2 separate regions of the Mus musculus genome follow, and region 2 is linked to region 1. The links are chromatin contacts, called in public promoter capture Hi-C maps. All regions are on one chromosome and are shown on one strand. The core of a region is the stretch at or near the end of the contact, and the rest is flanking DNA. Distances in the headings are between cores, read along the strand shown.

Region 1 (3,603 bases), core at 899-3,398:
AAGAGATAGAAATCTCAGGGTGAGCTTAGCAAAGTATACTTAGAATCTTCATTACAGCCAGGTATAGCAGACTACATTGCATATTAGATGCAAGTTGGTGAATTCTTCTGACAAATGGAGATTCCCCACAGATACTTAAAAGAACAGCCAAGTTATCGTCATATGCAAGAATTTATCAAGGCCTAGGAAATAGGGGGGTTGTGGGTATTGCATTATTCATGAAAAGGTCTTCTAGAGCAGAACCCCCTGGTGCTAGCATTCACAAGGCTCAAAGGAGTAGCACAAATTGTGACTAGGGTGTGAAATCCTTACCTGTCATTAGCTGACCCTAAGCAGAGCTGTTCTATCTTAACTGTAAATATTACCTTGTTCCTGTAAGTTCCCTTGAAGTCATTCCTTTGTTTTGTGTTAGGTAACTTCAATGTACTTTGCCTACTGTGACATCCTACCCCTTTGTTTTCTGTATTATATAAGACTGGTGTTCACTTTGTGACAATACACTCAGATGCAACCCATTCTCTCCTGTCATATTTGTTTGTCATTCACCGACTCCTTCGCCTACTTGCCACCAGAGACCCAAAAAAAAGGGATAGTCTGCACCACAAAACAAGGTGGAAAACTGATTTGCTCATTAGAGAGTACACTGGAAAAGGGAACCATGTTACTGACACACTTATATCTGAGAAAAATTCTTAGCCATGTGACAATGGTGGGCTGTTGTCCTTCTTTACTAAGGAGGCTAAATTACTTGTCTTAGTCAAAGAAGCAGAAAGTGAGTGCCAGATGTGAAACTATAGTCAGTATTTTTTCTACTAGGATAAATGGTCTGATTTAAACATTCAGAACTAAGGAAATATTTCAGCTAGATTTTAGAATTGAGTTTAGGGAGACAATATTAAAAAATAATTCAGGTAAAATATTCAAAGGAAATAAAGAAAGTAGGCTAATAAAATACAAAGGAAATAATGTCTTGATACCTTTGAGCCTAGAGCCTAGCACTAGGGGTGTAGGGTGGTGGTGATGGTGAGTTGACTATGTTCTCATTATTTGTGTCTTTTCTCTCATGGGGAGAGGCCTCTGAATGACCATTGTTAAATTAGTGGTCATGAAAGTCCCTGAAAGGTTTGGAAGAGACAGGAGAGTAGTCTGTTGTTCTGGGGATTACAGGAACCAGTTAGTCACAAGTGAAGGGCACTGTCCTATTAAGTAGCTCTGCCCTTGTGCAGAGGATTAGCACAGAGTGCCATGGACTCCTCTACTTTCCTTTGTAACCAAGGAACTGTTTCTCCTGGGTGATAACACATTGACTCTGGAGGCATGTAAGGATATTGTGTCCGAGGGCCTCTGTCTGTCCCTGTCTATCTCTGTCTGTCTCTGTGTCTGTTTTTCTCCTTCCTGAGCCTCAGATTTCATTGAACTTCAGAGGAGCCAGAGAACAGTCTGAGACTTCATCTTCTAAATGGCATGGCCTCATTGAATATGCTCTTTGAGATCTTATCCCATCTTTCTACAGCAAAGGGAGGTATCTTTTTTCTTTTCTTTTCTTTCCTTTCCTTTCCTTATCTTTTCTTTTTTTCTTTTCTTCCTTCTTTCCTTCCTTTCTTTTGAGCCTTGAAGTGTCAAATAGTGTACCATGGTTATTTAAGCTTTCTTTTTCTTTTTAGTTTATCTAGGATGAATTCAGGGACTGGAATAGATCTCAGATCAGGAAGACACAGTGACTTTGGTACTAAGAGCCTGGCACTATAGAAGTATGGATATGATAGCAACTTCTGTCTCAAGTTATCAGGTTTAATATTATACCTCTGACAGACATACATAGATTGTCCAAGAACTACTATGTTTCCCGTGATCACCTAAATTGTAGCAACCCTTAGTCCAACTGTCCAGAGATTCTTCCTGGCCACCACTGGCCCTGATCTTTGGCTTTCTCTCAATAGAGGGAGATGCTTAGTTGTTTCCCTTTTTCCCTGCTTGTGTCACTAATGCTTATCTGCCTTATTCAGAAAATCCTGTATTAGGACAACATTTCTTACCTTTGAGCATGGGGTGGTGGAGACAGATTCAGGTTCTCAGGAGGTGTTTTCTTTCATCTCCCGTAGTTAAAGAAGAAAACCTTCCTCTTCCCTCCACAATGGTGGCTGCTCTGCTGCACAGAAATATGTTATTGGTGATAGGTGGGGAGCTCTAGGGAAGAGAGAGTGCTTAGTTAATTTTAGAAAAAGTGGGGAATGACTTCTCCTTGGACAGTCTCTTTTTCTTTCAGTTTCATGACTTCCTCTTTCCTAGTACACTCCATACGTTTCAGTTCTCACATTTTGTATCACATCCTCCCAACATCTGAAAAAGCAGTCTTCATTTTGCTGGGCCATTCTGTCTCTTAAAGTAAGAGAGGCTCATGCTTTCTGCCATTTCTACCCTTCCTTTGTCTTCAGACTACTGTTACTAGAGGGATCTCAGGTGTCCTGCGATGTGATGCTCAGATCCTTCTTTGGTCAAACAATGAATAGAACTAGACATGGAGTTGTAGGAGTGAAGATGGTAGTGAAAGCACAGAATCCATTGCACAGGAGATGTTGGCTCCAGCAAGCATGCAGCCCCAAATCTGGTGAGGTTCCACATAGTTTATTAACAAAAGGCAATGAAGAGTTTTCTGAAGGGGTAGGTCTTTATTTGGCTACTAGAGGTAATTTATTTGTTGGAGGGAGCTTGTATAATCCTTATGGCAATCAAGGGCAGTTCAAATGATCACTTTCGATGGTTGCTGGGATTCAGTTTGTCATGTAAGCCTGAGTCTATGTTCTTGTTTCACTACTAGTCCCGTGTGCGTGCATGTGTGATCACATGGATGCATGTGTGCAGGCATCTGTATGGGGACCAGAGGACAAAATGAGTGTTGACACCTTGTTGGTATCATGGGCTTTTTACCTTGTTTTTAAACAGAATCTCTGTTTTGTGTTGCACATACCACGGCAGTAGGCCCAAGAGCTTCCAGGAATTCCCTTATCTTTGTCCTAATTTCCCTATAGATTATAGATGTTTGTTCTGTATCTTTCCTTTTATTTGAGTTCTGTAGATTTGTACTTTGTTCCTCATACTTGTGTGGCAAATGTGTTTACCCACCAAATCAATTCTCCAGCCTCCTGTCATGTCTAGTCTTGATATCAGGTATTACAAAAGCAGGACCATTTTCCAATCCAATTACCTTGTGAACTCTGAACCTCTGGAAATTTTCTACTAATATCTTATTAGCTACCATGGTAGCTGTTTCCTGCGTGGCAGGGAAAGCCTCAGTCCATCCAGAGAAAGTGTTTACAAACACTAGAAGGTATTTGTAACCATATTTTTCTGGCTTAACTTCTGTAAAATTGACCTCCCAATATACTCCAGGCCATTCTCTCCTAGGTCTTTTGCCCTGTTTACGCTTGGCCACATAAGCATTCACTTGCTAGCATACCTTAAACTATCCTACTATTTCTCTGGCCCAAAATCTGAGGTCCATTATATATACTTTAGATCCTTTAACTGCTTGGAGAAACCTTTTTTATTGGATATTTTCTTCATTTACATTTCAAATGCTATCCTGAAAGTCCCCTATACCTC
Region 2 (3,188 bases), core at 340-2,839, 450 kb before region 1:
CGTTTCTTTTAACCCTTGTGCTTAAAACATATATTGGCATCTCCTGTAATAAACTTCCAACTTTGGTTCATTTTGCATACTCTTGAAAGTCATTTCTACTTTAAAGGCAAGAATACTAGGTTTGCCTGAGTGGAGGTCTCTGAAAAACTAAGGTTGCTGTCAGAGACAGTAGAGTTGTCTCTGCCCTTGACTGTTAACAAACATAAAACCCAAAACAAACAAAGAAACAAACCCCCAAAGGTTATTGTTTCCTTTTACGTGTATGGGTGTTCTGTCTGTATATGTATGTGTGCCACGTGCATGTCTGGATGTCTGGTGTACCTGGAGGTCTGGGAGGGTGGTTATGACTTGCCATGTGGGATTTTGGAATCAAACTCAGACCCTCTATAAGGGCAACAAGTGTTTTTTTTTTTTTTTGGTTTTGTTTTCTTTTTTTTTTTTTTTTGGTTTTTCGAGACAGGGTTTCTCTGTATAGCCCTGGCTGTCCTGGAGCTCACTTTGTAGACCAGGCTGGCCTCAAACTCAGAAGTCCGCCTGCCTCTGCCTCCCGAGTGCTGGGATTAAAGGCGTGTGCCACCACGCCTGGCTAACAAGTGGTTTTTAACATTGAGCTAACTCTCCAGCTTCTTGACAACCCTCCTCCCCCCACCCCCCTTTTTAAATGACAGGGTCTCTATATAGCCCTGGCTGTCCTGGACCTCACAGAGATCCTCCTGCCTCTGCCTCCCAAGTGCGAGCATTAAAGGTGTGAGCCAACATGCCCACCAGGCTCTCATAATATCCTTTAAAGAAAGAACTTAAAGTAGCTGGAGAGGTGGGTCAGTGATGAAGGAGCTGCCTGATTCTTCCCGAGGCTCTGGGTTTAAGTTCCATCTCTCATATGGCAGACCACAACTGTCAGTAACTCTAGTACGGGGGGTCCAACACTTCCAGGCACATACATGGTGCATATATATATATATATGCAGATAAAATACATAAAGATTAAATAATTTCTAAAGAAATAATTCAACATGCTCTTAATAACTTGCACACCACTCACTGAGCAATACTGCCTAAATTGCTATCCTGATGGGATATTAATAATAGGATAAAATAAGTTTACATAGATCTTTACAGTTCATTACATGGGTCTCATAGCCTTTGGTCTCTAATACCTTCCTTCAAACTAGACCACTTCATCATGGTCATCAGTAAAGTGTTCAACGGTCTGGACTGACCAACTTGCTGCCAGCGTTGCTATTTGGAGCTTTAGAACCTGTAAATTCATTGAACTTTAGTTGCCCGAAATATAAAACCGAGACCACAGACACAGTATACGGTCTACAGACACCAATTCTAAGATTCGAATTTTACTTTCTGAAATCGGATGTATCTTAAAAGGTTGACTACAGCTAATCACTTTACTGTAAGCGCTTATCCGTGACCCGCCTCTTTGGACTGAAGTGTAATATGAAAAAGCGAGAGGCTCCCTGTGACACTGGGCCGAGCATTCAGCCTGCGGACTGAGTTCCCACCTCGCCTTCCAGAGCCTGATCTCTGCCGCCGCGGCGCCATCGCTCTTGAAGGACGACGTCATCATCCCTTGCCCGGATGCGCGGGCTTCTTGTCTAGCACAGGAGCCTGGGGTAGAGCGCATGCAAATTACGCGCTGTGCTTTGTGGGAAATCACCCTAAACGAAAAATTTATTCCTCTTTCGAGCCTTATAGTGGCGGCCGGTCTACATCCTGAAAGTGGGCGGAGGAAGCTCATCAGCGGGGCCACGTGCTGAGTGCGTGTCACTCTTCGGCCCCTGGGAAGGTCTGAGACTTGGGCCTCCCGCGGCCCTAACCGGGCTCTCCCCGAGCGGGGAGGTGAGTTCCCAGAGAGCAGGGCTCTACGCTTGGGCAGACTGGGCAGGAGAAGCCCCGAGTCGGGGCGGATGCCTCCCTCGCCGGAGCGGATGCCTCCCTCGCCGGAGCTTGGAACAGACTCACGGCCAGCAGTGCGAGTTCAATGGCTGAGGTGAGGCACCTCCCGGGCCTCATAACCCAATTCAGACTACTCTCCCCCGCCCTCTTTTTTGATCGAGATCCTTTTGGAGTATTGACTCGAAAGGGTTTTATATATTTACTCTGTGTCTCAGCATTCAGTCAGTCATTCATTCATTTTGAACAGTTGTGACTGTATTGACCACAACCCTCTACTATAAAAAGACCAAGCTTGAGAGTTGTTCAAATATGGATTAAACCATAAAAATATAGAAGGGAGTTTGACAACATTTAGTGAAACATGATATGAACCCCCTCCCACTGTTGGATTTTTGGGGCTATACTTTAGCTATTTGTCTAGCAAAAATAAACGTAGTTCATACCTTCATGTAACTTGTTATTGGGAGAATATATATGTAGACTTATTACAAAACCAAAAAAATGAACCTGTAACTGTAATAAGTACTTAGGAAAAGCACATAGTATCATAATAGAGAAACAGGCTGGGAATTCCTCATGAAGTAAATGAGCAGAGTTGAGCTACAGCGAAGAACACTGAGAAAGGAGAAGCAATTGAGATAGGAGTGGAATAGGGCTCATACCAAGCCCAGCTTTCCTTACAAAGGCGCGAAGCTGTGACTTGACTAGTGTGTGGATGCCTCAGATCGATTAATGACCAAAACTGAAAAATAAAACTTTGATTACCATTTCCCGTCCCTCATCTCCTCCAGGTCTCCATCCAACTAACTCCATGTCCTCTTGAGCTTTCTTTAGAAAACAGGCAATTAAATTAAAAAATAAATAAATAAATAAATAAAAAGCACAAGTGATACGTACACAAACACATACAAACTCATTAAAAAAAAAAAAAAAAAAAAAAGCTGGGTGAGCCAGGCAGTGGTGGCGCACACCTTTAATCCCAGCACTTGGGAGGCAGAGACAGGTGGATTTCTGAGTTCGAGACCAGCCTGGTCTACAAAGTGAGTTCCAGGTCAGCCAGGGCTATACAGAGAAACCCTGTACAAAAAAAAAAAAAACAAAAAAAAAAAAAAACAAAACAAAACCTGGGTGTGGTGGCACACACTTTTAATCCCAATACTTGGGAGGCACAGGGAAGCAGATCTCTGAGTTCAAGGCTAACCTGGTCTAGAGGGTAAATTCCAGGACAGCCCAGGCTATATAGAAAAACTCTCTTGAAAAAAACCGAAAGAATAAAA

What was found. Promoter capture Hi-C pulls out the DNA fragments that hold promoters and counts their contacts.
Region 2: a promoter capture Hi-C map of liver shows a contact between it and region 1. The contact joins the promoter of Parp2 here to the promoter of Tlr11 in region 1. A contact is called at or near these places in 6 of 39 promoter capture datasets (the HPC-7 cell line, cranial neural crest, hematopoietic stem and progenitor cells and 2 more) and 2 of 484 Hi-C or Micro-C datasets (granulocyte-monocyte progenitors and nephron progenitors).

Annotation. Positions count from the first base shown.
Region 1 is chr14:50,356,459-50,360,061 of GRCm38.p6, reverse strand. It overlaps Tlr11 (toll-like receptor 11), which reads right to left and starts at 2,148. Exons shown (of 2, transcript NM_205819.3): 1 at 2,037-2,148. The coding sequence starts at 2,046.
Region 2 is chr14:50,806,317-50,809,504 of GRCm38.p6, reverse strand. It overlaps Parp2 (poly (ADP-ribose) polymerase family, member 2), which reads right to left and starts at 1,589. Exons shown (of 16, transcript NM_009632.3): 1 at 1,518-1,589. The coding sequence starts at 1,557. It also overlaps Rpph1.